3 separate regions of the Mus musculus genome follow, and regions 1 and 2 are each linked to region 3. Evidence: chromatin contacts called from public promoter capture Hi-C data. All regions are on one chromosome and are shown on one strand. The core of a region is the stretch at or near the end of the contact, and the rest is flanking DNA. Distances in the headings are between cores, read along the strand shown. Region 1 holds the start of E130215H24Rik (RIKEN cDNA E130215H24 gene). Region 2 holds the start of Gins1 (GINS complex subunit 1 (Psf1 homolog)). Region 3 holds the start of Thbd (thrombomodulin).

Region 1 (4,075 bases), core at 1,498-3,997, 2.3 Mb before region 3:
TCCAGCACTTTGAAGACAAGGAGAGAGAAGACAACGCGTGCAGGGGATGAGGTGTAGGAACTGGCAAAGGGAAGGCCTCACATTTTAGGAGTAGTTTTTGTGCCAGCTAGCTACAGCTGAGTAATAAAGTTAAGATTATCTGAGACTTCTTCCAACCTCGCAAATCACTAGAAAGGCCTTTTGTGCTGAGGGTGAGGCTCCATACCTGGTATAGAGCAGCCAAGGTGGATGCACATCTGTCCAGAGCTGTTCCTGGTTGTGGGCTGGTGCAACTCAGTCTCTCTGTGGGTTCTTTGCCCCCAGAAGGCAGGACCAACTCCCTCACACCATGGCAGCTGGGAACCAACCAACCAAAAAAAAAAGAAGCAGCACACAGGGTTTCCTCAACACAGCCTTGGCATCTAGCCAGCCTGTCAAAGTATCACTTCTGCCATGTCCTCTGGAGTAAAGCTAGGAGGTCAGCTAGCCTGGATCTTCATCCTTTTAGAGGGTTATGCATGCTGACAGTAGAACTCAGGGCCTGTGCATGCTAGGCAGGTGTTTTGTCTCTGAGCCACACCCCCAACTCAGCTTCCACACCTCCAGCTCAGTCTCCTGGTCTTGGTGGAGCAGGAAATGCCGAGTACACACTGGAGGAGGAAGTGTTGGTGGGTATCTCTCAGACCACCTGGCAGAGTCTGCCCTTTCTCTTACCTATAGCTTTATGTGTTCAACTAAAATGTGCTCTTTTATAAGTCTCTTTTTATTAGCTTGAGTGCTTCCTTATTTATTCGAGCACTATGTAACCTTCTGTGTTCCATTGTTTTGTTTCTGGCCCTAGCCTAGCTTTTGGTTTGATTTGGTTTCTTAAGGTGGAGACTAGCAATGTTGTTCAGGCTACTCTCAAACTCATGGTCTCCAGGGTGTGATCTTTTTGCCTTGGACTCGTGAATAGCTGGGACCCCAGATGTGCACCACTGTGCCCACTTGCCTAACTTTTGAATTAAGGACAAGTGCTTGGCTGAGGGCAGGACATATGCCTGTGCTAGTTGTTGGCACCGCCTTCCTCCTCAGCAGCTTGCCCACAGTATCCCCTCCAAGGAAACTACCTATCTACAGCTGTCATTGCCAACAGGAAAAAGTCTTTGCCAGCCCGAAGAACTCCACAAACCAGTTTTCCAAAGTCTCCGACCTCTAGTGTTTATTTTTTTTATTATTTATTCACTTCTTAAGTATTTGGTAGAGACACATTTCTTTTTACTCTTGATTATTCAGTAACAAAAACTTGAACTTCATGACGGAGCTGATGGTCAACGAGGCCCAATGTGATATGGACATTGATTTATTCTTTCCCATAGCTTCCCACCACCTGGAATCAGCAAAGGGTCCCAAGGAAGTGGTACCTGCCCTGGCAGAGGTCAGCAGCTGGTAACCAAAATATTGTTACTGGACTCAGGCCTTCATAGCACCTCCTTTCCTGTTTGAAGGCCCCCAGGGTTGCTCATCAGCCCTTTAGCCCGCTGCGGGTGATTTATGTGTGTGTGGCATGGTTGTACAGGCCCACACCATTGGGAGAGGGCTTTACTCTCAGAAGGTCTCCTAAGGAGGAAAGCTTTGACTTCAATCTATGGTATGCTGAACCAACTGACGGTTCATCCACACCATCTGTGAGCTGCTTCGCTCTTATGACCACTTAGACGCGTTCCCAATCTTATCTCAGAGCGCTGCCTGTGTCCCAGGTCCGGAGGCTGGGCCAACCGTGTACTTGCAGCTTCTGTCGCCAGCCAGAAAGTTATTTGGTCTGTAAAAAGAGATCGCAGAAACCCAGGAAACTGAAGCCGAGAGCGCGGGCTAGCCCCGGACTGGGCGCACAACAAAACCTAGTTCTACCCACCTCCCGGAGTCCCTGTCCAGGAGGGAAGAGGTGGGAAGGGGCAGGCTCAAGGAAGCTGCTTCTCCGGGAGAGAAGTAGTGGGTGGTGGCCGCGGGGGCGGAGCCGGGGCGGGGCCGTGGAGACTCTTAGGGGCGCTCAGGCTACCGCACCCGCGTGGGGCGTCGGGCGAGATGGCGGCGCGCAGCCTCGGCAGCGGTGTGGGGCGACTGCTGCGTGGCCTGCAAGGGCGCTCTGGACAATCGGGGTGGTCACTGAGCGTGTCCCGCTCGACCGCCACCCGACTCCCGGGCTGCGTTCCTGCAGCAGCGCAACCAGGCTCGTACCCCGCGTTGAGCGCTCAGGCAGCCCAGGAGCCGGCCGCCTTCTGGGGGCCGCTGGCCCGTGACACACTAGTTTGGGACACTCCTTACCATACTGTCTGGGACTGTGACTTCAGGACGGGCAAGATCGGCTGGTTCCTGGGAGGCCAGTTGAATGTGTCTGGTGAGTGCCTTGCTGGGTCCAGCTCATTTTCGCCGAGACTCGGGAGGCTCCAGTCAGTAGCAGCTGCCCCCAGGCCTTGGCTCTTTTCTCCAGAATGCTTCACCACCCACCCTAATCCTTGGGTCACGTCACTTTGTTCTGTATTCCACCGGATCTAGAGACTGCAGCTGGCGAAGCAGCAGTTACCCTCCCAAGTCTGCAGCGCTGTCTCTAGCGGGAAACTGGGGATACCCGGTTTAACCTCAGAGTGTTCTACCCTAACACAGATTCTAGGGGGCTTTGTCTTCAGACACAAAGCTTAGGACCCCAGATAGGCCTAGATGGAGAGAGCCCATGCTCCAAGAGTCCAGGCTTTTCTGACTCAGGGCCCCCAGATCAGCAGGGTAAACGCAAAGTACATAGGTTGCTATCGGCAACTGCAGGTGCTAGGGCTCGAGGCTCCCCTGAGGACAAACCTTGCAGTGTAAACAGAGCTTGGTGGGTGCAGGAAGAAGAAAGTGTCAGCCCCTGGGAGGGAACTGCTTATCTCCTCCGGTTGGGGTATGTGGGCAGGAAGTTCTCGGTCTAAGAACTGCACCCCAAAAACAAACGTCTACAGTGTCAAAGGCAGGTGTAACTTCAGCTCTCCGGAGTCTGAGTCAAGAGGAGCTGAACTCAAAGCCAGCTTGGACTATGTACCAGCCTCCCCCTTGATCTCTAAACGAGACACATCAGTCACTCTAGCTGTCAGTTTTCTGATGAGCCCGGATTCTGCTGAGGGTGGAGGCAGGGAAACACACGGAGGAGCCGAGAACTGAAGGAGGGGTTGGACTGAGAGGGGCTGGACAGACAGGCTGTGTCTCTGGTGCACAGCAGAGGGTTGGGAACTTTTGCATTCCTGTGGGATGGGAGCGAGGGTTGGATGGGTCAGAGATGCGTAAGGGACGAACTGAAGGTCTTTAAGACGAGGTGGCAGGTGATGCTTTGTTTAAGGACCAAAGTTAGAGGTGGAATCTGGTGTCTGCAGTTTCACTACCTCTTCAGCTTTGGTGCGTCTCAATCGCCCCATTTGTAAAATGAGAAAGCAATACTCACCTCTTATGCTGTCTGTACCGCAGTGCTGGGGGTGGGGATACAGTAACCTGTCCAGGCTTACTGGTGATCAATAAGCTGTAGCAGTTCTGATTTAATATATTCAGAAATTATAGGGTCTGTTTTTATTTATTTATTTATTTATTTATTTATTTATTTATTTATTTATTATATGTAAGTACACTGTAGCTGTCTTCAGATACTCCAGAAGAGGGCATCAGATTTCATTACGGATGGTTGTGAGCCACCATGTGGTTGCTGGGATTTGAACTCGGGAACTTCGAAAGAGCAGTCAGCGCTCTTAACCACTGAGCCATCTTGCCAGCCCCCTGTTCTTTTTTTAAAGCACAAAACTTTAAAGAAACTTTGGACAAGTCATTTTTCCCCCGTATATTATATCACTTGACAAGTTTAATCTAAATGAGTCTTTTACTAGATAAGTGTTGCCTTTAGACTTGAGTCAGCAAATTCTTCAACTTGGGTTAAGAAGTTCTTGCGTTTGCAGAAAGTGTCCTTCAAGTGAGTATAGCAGTTTGCAGAAGGAAGGGGGCAGAAAGTGTGCGGCTTCTTTGGAAACCTCTCCTCCCTTAAGAGGTCAAGGCCGCTGGGACGACCAAGCTTGTAGCTGATAAGAAGTGGTATCAGCCT
Region 2 (3,700 bases), core at 55-2,554, 2.5 Mb before region 3:
TAGGGGCTGGAGAGATGGCTCAGTGATTAAGAAAGAAAGAAAGAAAGAAAGAAAGAAAGAAAGAAAGAAAAGTGCAATAGGGGCTGGAGAGATGGCTCAGTGATTAAGGGCACTGGTTGCTCCTTTAACCGGACCCAGGTTCGACACATCTAGCACCCATATGGTGATTCATAACTGTCTATAACCGTCAGTTCCAGGAGAATTCACTGATCTCTTCTGACCTCTGTGGACACCAGGCATGCACGCTGCCACATATATACATGCACGCAGAACATTCATACACACAAAATTTAAAAATAAATCCTTAAAAAACAAGCATTATAAAACTACTGAACTACTGAATATTAGAATAGTCTCAAATACATTATACTGAGCAAAAGAGGCCAGAAATAAAGACTGCATTCTACATGATTCCACATGGCCCTGTTCCATGACGTGTCAGCTCCTAGCCAGCCGAATGAACCCAGATACATGGGGCGCGGGGGGGGGGGGGGGGGGGGCGATGGGGGGGAGAGGCAAAATCTACAAACAAGAAAAGCAAATCTATGGTTTACAAAGGCTGAAGCTGGGACACAGCTTCATAGCAATCCCCAGAACTACTGGGGTTATATTAAGATGCTACTGGCTCATCAAGAAGCTGGCTATAAAAATGCATGTGGATCTGGAGGGATGGCTCTGGCACCCACAACCCACCTATAACCCACACCCTCTTCTGGCTTCCATGAAGCACCTTCATGCAAGTGAGACACATACTCATAATTTCTTTTGTTTTGTTTTGTTTTTTAAATAGAGTTCCAGGCCAGCTTGGACTACATGAGGACTTATCTCAAAAAACGAAAACAAGAAACGCTCAGATGGGGCAAGTCACCAAATCAACAGGTAACCTAAGTATGAGTCTTTTTCTTCCTACGATTTGGCCCCGTTTCAAACTTGTTTCCGATCTCGGAATCTAGCAAAGAGATAAAGTTAGCCCAGCAACCAACAAAAAAAAAAAAACCTCCAGCAAGCAACAGCAGGCATAGGCTCCGCCCCAAGGCATGAGGCCCCGCCCTAGGCCCCCAGGCCTGGCCCTCGACACGCCCCTTCCCGGCCGCCGCTCCTCACATTAAAGGCCGGCAGCTGCCCTTCCGGCGCGCGGTGTAACTCGCGGACAAGCTCCATAGCTTTTTCGCAGAACATGACGGACGCGCCCGGGTCCCGTGGTCCCGTCAACTGCCAAGTCACCCCAAACGGTCGCTAGTTCCCAGGCCGCGGCACTTCTATTGTTCAGAGTCGCACAACACCAGCAACCAGCTCCTCGCTTTGGCGCCAAATAGGCTCAACCAATAGAAGTGCACTGGTGCGGGGTGGGGATGGTGGGTGGGAGAGAACTGAGCTACGGTGGCCGAGAAGGGACATTTAATTTTATTGAGCAACCTCACTGAGCTTCAGGAAAATTGGGGTTAAAGAGAATGGTTTCCTCCCTGGCAAAGCCAGAAAGTAAATTGCGTCTAAGATTGTGGGCTGAAACAAAGGGCTGTTTTCGATTGTCCAGCAAAGTAAAGTGCACATTCTTCTCCTCCTTTTTATTTTTTCCATTTGAATTTATTATCTTTAGATTGCAAGAGGCACCTTTAGGTTGAAGAAAAGTCGAGAAAGTACTGGTTATGATGCAGTGTTTGAGTTTTGCAGTGCCGGTTGTTTAACATTAAAGAGAAACCTTTTTTTTTTTTTTTAAACAGGGACTTGGGGATTGGAGGGGTGTCTTTTTTTTGTAATTTATTTATTATTATATGTAAGTATACTGTAGCTGACTTCAGACACACCAGAAGAGGGCGTCCGATCTCATTACAGATGGTTGTGAGCCACCATGTGGTTGCTGGGATTTGAACTCAGGACCTTTGAAAGAGCAGTCAGTGCTCTTACCGGCTGAGCCATCTCCCCAGCCTGAGAAACCGTCTTTTATTGGGTACTTTTAGTATGGTAGGAACTATGACATATATTTCAGTTAATTCTCACAACTTTCCTTAAGAGATTACTAGTATGCAGAACTGGTAAACGAAAACAGTTAACTCTCTGCAGGTCACATGGCTCATAAACTGACTAGAATGGGATCTCTATGCTTCGCACTTTCTGCTCTGGCACTTTTTGATTTTAAAACAGTTAAAAATATTCACAAACTGGAAAATGTCGCAGATAACAGCAGTTTTAAAATTGGTTCTGAACTGATGGTGGAATGCCTGCAATCCCAGAACTTTTGTGACAGAGAAAGATTACTTCAATTCAGTTCAGGAGTTCTAAAGGAGCCCATCTTAAAAACAAACAAACAAAAAACAGTAAAAATACTCTTGATTTGCCTTCTGTTTCTGTGATAAGACACCATGACCAAAGATAAACTAAAAAGGAAAGGGCTAATTTCAGCTTGCAGTTGTAGTTCCATGCCATAAAGGGTATTCAGGGCAGGAACTCAGAGATCCTGGAAGAAGGCTGCTTACTGGCTTCCCATGGCTTCCCAGGCCTTGGGGTGACACTCCCCTTAGTGGTCTGGGCTGTCCCAAGTCAATTATTAATTAAGAATACTCCTACAGAGTGGCCAAGCGATTCTGATGAAGGCAGTTCCTCAAGATTCCCTCTTCCCAGATATAATTACGTTTGTGTCAAGTAGACAAAAATTCTCTAACCTTCACAACCCAAGATAAAACCATACCATAAAACCTACTTGTTTCATTCACACCCACACCCACCCCCTTTGAAATTGGGTCTTACTGTGTTGACCAGGCTGACCTCAGAGTCATAGAAATCCACCTGCCTCTGTCTCCTGGGTGCTGGAATGAAAGGTGTGTGCCACATTGCCTTACTATTTAGCTGATTTTTGAAAAAAGTGTTAACGTCTATAAAACAATAATAGATTTTTGTCTTGTTCTTTTGCAAATGTAGCTAACAAGACTGTTAGAGTAACTGGACAATGTTGAGAGAGGTGTTTCAGAGAGAGGTCCTGAGACAAACTGTTCTTCAAGTGAGAGCTTTGCTACTTATCAATTCACATACAGTATGGTAGGGCTCTGAAGAGGGGTACTTCGGTTCCACCAAACTAAGCAGAGATCCTAGAAAAAAAGTTGCAGAGGGAGGAGGTGGTCCAAAGCCACAAGGTAGTAGGCATGGAAAGTACCTCATGCTACATGCTAGCTGCTTAAAGTCAGTTTGCCTCTATTTCTGGGTCAGCTGGGGAAGGCAAGATTTTGTGACTTCAGAGTCAAAGCACTGGTCTGTCATATTCCTGTAGCTGTTCCTGGAGGAAGGGAGGCTGCTTGGAGTGTGGCGTGATCTGTTAAGGCTGCAAACAGGACAATGCCCCCACTTTAAAAAGAAACCACTTGTTGAGGTGTTTGTTGTGCCTCATGTCTGTAATGCTATCACTCCAGGTGCTGAAGCAAGAGTATTCCAGAGAGTTCCAGGCCAACCTGGGCTAGAGTATGAGACCCTGTCTCAGAAAGCAACAGATAGGTAAGTAGGTAGATAGCTAAATAAATAGGGATTTTCTTTTTATGTCAATTAGGGATACTTAGGTACTATAGTGTCTATTAAACTCTCAAAATACTGCTATAGGATTATGATTCACAAACCAGTAGTTTCATCCATGTCTAGTTTCAATTTCAGCTAGGAGGTGAGTCTTTTATTGACCTTTAGACTTCTTTACTTTTAAAATGGGAACAGTAGAATA
Region 3 (3,858 bases), core at 856-3,355:
TTGCGTTTGGTCATGGTGTTTTCTCACAGCCACAGAAACCCTAATTAAGGCAGTTGTCGTATTGAAAAGTCCCCACTCAGGAGGGTAACCACCATTTAATTCCATGCTCTCACAGCACTGAATAATCCCACCAGTTCACACTCTGCAGACAGTGCCTCTGGTCCATGCCCTGTTGTCTTCTACCTAGGGGATGCCCCTACTCTGGAACAGTGCCCCTGGAGGTCCCATCCCACATAAGAAAGCTGCCCCCTTCTCTAGAGGCTATCCCCTTGTCCAACCCCTAGTCATTCTTCTCTCTTTCCTAGGACCCAGGCATTGCTATATTTATTCCCATTCCCTCTGGAGTTTTCTTTCCTGGAGAGCTGAGGCAGCTTTGACCCAATAAAGACAACGTCAGTCAAGGGGGTGGTGGACTCTACAGGTCCCAGCTCTGGCTTGACAGAGACAGAGTCCCACATGGGCAAGCAGATGGAGGATGTTCCACCTGCTTCTTTTTACAATTTCAGTGCTTTCATTTCACCCTCTTTTTTTTTTTTTTTTTTTTTTTTTTTTTTTTTTTTTTTTGGTTTTTTTGAGACAGGGTTTCTCTGTATAGCCCTGGCTGTCCTGGAGCTCACTTTGTAGACCAGGCTGGCCTCGAACTCAGAAATCTGCCTGCCTCATTTCACCCTCTTGGCCACGCGTCCCTCTGTGAATGTTTTTCTCCACGTGAGGACACCGCAGCCTTCTGTTCTCATCTAAAGTCCGAGCTGTACTGAACCAGAGAAGCTATTCATTTGTAAGCCATGGGAACTTCGCGAGGCTTCCCACAGACGAATTTCCTAACCTTCAGCTTTGCTCCAGGCAGTCTGAGCTGCTCCGTAGCAGTTGTAGTAAGTAATGCTCTACTGTCCTTGGATTGGTCTAGAGTTCAACAGCACCGCCTCCTGGCAGTGGGGTGGAAGTGACTGCCACGGAGTGCAGGGTCCTCTTGGTGTGTGTGTGTGTGTGTGTGTGTGTGTGTGTGTGTGTGTGTGATGACGCGCACGCTTGGGGAATAGGCAGATGAGAGAGGTGGGGAGGAGGTGGCTAAGCTTTGATTTGAACACAGCCCTCCACATTCTTGGTGAGTGCTTAGCATCTAAAAGTCTTAAGTGACAGATTCCCTTCCTCCCCTCCCAGCTGCCCACAAGACACTCCTCTTCAATGCCCTTTGTGAGCAAACGGATTGTGTAGGCACCTCTATCTTTTGAGACTCTCAAATGACGATGGAAATGATCACGTCAAAAGGAACCAAGTAGGCTCTATTGTAGCTCATACAGTCTCCTTGCAAAGCCCCCTCCCCCCCTCCCCACCCCGGGGCCAGTTTCATTGAGGGGTCTGAGATAGGCTTGGAGGAAAACAAAACAAACCAGAACAAAGGAACGCAACACACCTTCCCCAGAGGATTCTGCAGGAATTGAACTGGGAAAGGGGGCCATGATCTCTGAGCCCAGACAAAACTTGCACGATGTTCTCAAGCAACTAGATAGGGTCTGGCCTTGGAGATGCCTGCTCAGAACAGGAGAGGAATGGAGACTGGAGAAGGGTTTGGGGTTATTAGACCACTCTCTCCTCTTGCTGCCCTAGTATTGTTTCCCCTGGCCTCCTCCAAGGTCATTTGGGACCTAAACCTCCGATTGTCAATGCAGCCAGGCTTCCTGAGTTCCTGCCTTGCATTTAGCTCACCTTTTTCAGAGTCTTGCAAGTCTCAGACACACCTCTACTGGACTTTTCTTTTCCCTGCCCCACCAACCGGACCATCTTCCAAACTTTGGTAGCATCTATGTGGAAGTGTGAGTGTGAGTGTGTGTGTGTTCGCGTCTGAGTGTGTGTACGTGTGTAGAGGTTTAAACACAGGCTACCCGCGGGCTATACCGGAGAGTCTGGGGCAGGAACTGTCGTCTTGCTGACACAGTTCTGTTCTGTGGTGGCGCCTGCAGGCCACGCCCGAGGGCCTCCCAACGCCCAGACAGACTTTTTAACTCATCGCGCAGAGGTGATCCCAGGCTGGAGGGCGGGCGCAAGGCGTCCGGAGAACCCAGTAATCCGAGAACGCAGCATCAGCCCTTCCCACCAGGCACTTCCTTCCTTTTCCCGAACGTGCAAAGAGGGAGGGCCGCGCATTTATAAACTGGAGCTTCAGCGGAGTGGCATGTTAGAGGCTGCCTCGCAGGGACTAGGAGCCTGGGCTAGAAACGTCTAGGTTGTGATAGAGGCTAGCTGCTGTCGCCGCAGGCATACGGAAACCCCTCTGCCTGGACTGGGTGTCTGCACCAGCGCAGGGCTAGCTTTTCTCGGAACTTGCACGGTGCACCCCTGGACAGCATGCTTGGGATTTTCTTTCTGGGTGTGCTGGCTCCAGCTAGCCTGGGGCTCTCCGCACTAGCCAAGCTGCAGCCCACAGGCAGTCAATGCGTGGAGCATGAGTGCTTCGCGCTTTTCCAGGGCCCCGCGACCTTCCTCGATGCCAGCCAGGCCTGCCAGCGCCTGCAAGGACATTTGATGACAGTGCGCTCCTCAGTGGCTGCCGATGTCATCTCCCTTCTGCTGAGCCAGAGCAGTATGGATTTAGGGCCCTGGATCGGTTTACAGCTCCCGCAGGGCTGTGACGACCCGGTGCATCTCGGGCCCCTGCGCGGCTTCCAGTGGGTTACTGGCGATAACCACACCAGTTACAGCAGGTGGGCGCGGCCCAACGACCAGACGGCTCCACTCTGCGGCCCTCTGTGCGTCACGGTCTCGACAGCAACTGAAGCTGCACCCGGCGAGCCGGCCTGGGAAGAGAAGCCATGCGAGACTGAGACCCAGGGTTTCCTCTGTGAGTTTTACTTCACAGCTTCCTGCAGGCCTCTGACGGTGAATACTCGCGATCCTGAGGCTGCCCACATCTCTAGTACCTACAACACCCCGTTCGGGGTCAGTGGTGCGGACTTTCAAACGCTGCCGGTAGGCAGTTCCGCCGCGGTGGAGCCCCTTGGCTTGGAGCTGGTGTGCAGGGCCCCGCCCGGAACTTCAGAGGGACACTGGGCTTGGGAAGCGACAGGAGCCTGGAATTGCAGCGTGGAGAATGGTGGCTGTGAGTACTTGTGCAATAGGAGCACGAATGAACCCAGATGCCTCTGCCCCAGAGACATGGACCTGCAGGCCGATGGACGTTCGTGTGCAAGACCTGTGGTTCAATCGTGCAACGAACTCTGCGAGCATTTTTGTGTCAGCAACGCTGAAGTGCCAGGCTCTTACTCCTGTATGTGTGAGACAGGCTACCAGTTGGCTGCAGACGGACACCGGTGTGAGGACGTGGATGACTGTAAGCAGGGGCCCAATCCATGTCCCCAGCTCTGTGTTAACACCAAGGGCGGCTTCGAATGCTTCTGCTATGATGGCTATGAGTTGGTGGATGGAGAGTGCGTGGAGCTTCTGGATCCGTGTTTCGGATCTAACTGCGAGTTTCAGTGCCAGCCAGTGAGCCCCACCGACTACCGATGCATCTGCGCTCCAGGCTTCGCACCCAAGCCGGATGAACCGCACAAGTGCGAAATGTTCTGCAATGAAACTTCGTGCCCAGCAGACTGTGACCCTAACTCTCCTACTGTTTGTGAATGCCCTGAAGGCTTCATCCTGGACGAGGGTTCCGTATGCACGGACATTGATGAGTGCAGTCAAGGCGAATGCTTCACCAGTGAATGTCGAAACTTCCCTGGCTCCTATGAGTGTATCTGCGGGCCTGACACAGCCCTTGCTGGTCAGATTAGCAAAGACTGTGACCCCATCCCTGTTAGGGAAGACACCAAGGAAGAGGAGGGCTCTGGGGAGCCTCCAGTCAGCCCTACGCCAGGC

What was found. Promoter capture Hi-C pulls out the DNA fragments that hold promoters and counts their contacts.
Region 1: a contact with region 3 is called in a promoter capture Hi-C map of pre-B cells, with 7 times the contacts expected there. The contact joins the promoter of E130215H24Rik here to the promoter of Thbd in region 3. A contact is called at or near these places in 3 of 39 promoter capture datasets (hippocampal neurons, neutrophils and pre-B cells), 1 of 115 datasets of contacts at active chromatin or transcription factors (pro-B cells) and 1 of 9 other capture datasets (liver).
Region 2: a contact with region 3 is called in a promoter capture Hi-C map of pre-B cells, with 3 times the contacts expected there. The contact joins the promoter of Gins1 here to the promoter of Thbd in region 3. A contact is called at or near these places in 4 of 39 promoter capture datasets (cranial neural crest, hippocampal neurons, liver and 1 more).

Annotation. Positions count from the first base shown.
Region 1 is chr2:150,666,166-150,670,240 of GRCm38.p6, reverse strand. E130215H24Rik (RIKEN cDNA E130215H24 gene) reads right to left here and starts at 2,747. Exons shown (of 2, transcript NR_040331.1): 1 at 2,284-2,747; 2 at 1,309-1,780. Acss1 (acyl-CoA synthetase short-chain family member 1) reads left to right here and starts at 2,001. Exons shown (of 14, transcript NM_080575.2): 1 at 2,001-2,356. The coding sequence starts at 2,044.
Region 2 is chr2:150,907,198-150,910,897 of GRCm38.p6, reverse strand. It overlaps Gins1 (GINS complex subunit 1 (Psf1 homolog)), which reads right to left and starts at 1,304. Exons shown (of 7, transcript NM_027014.1): 1 at 1,105-1,304. The coding sequence starts at 1,179.
Region 3 is chr2:148,406,435-148,410,292 of GRCm38.p6, reverse strand. It overlaps Thbd (thrombomodulin), which reads left to right and starts at 2,105. Exons shown (of 1, transcript NM_009378.3): 1 at 2,105-3,858. The coding sequence starts at 2,347.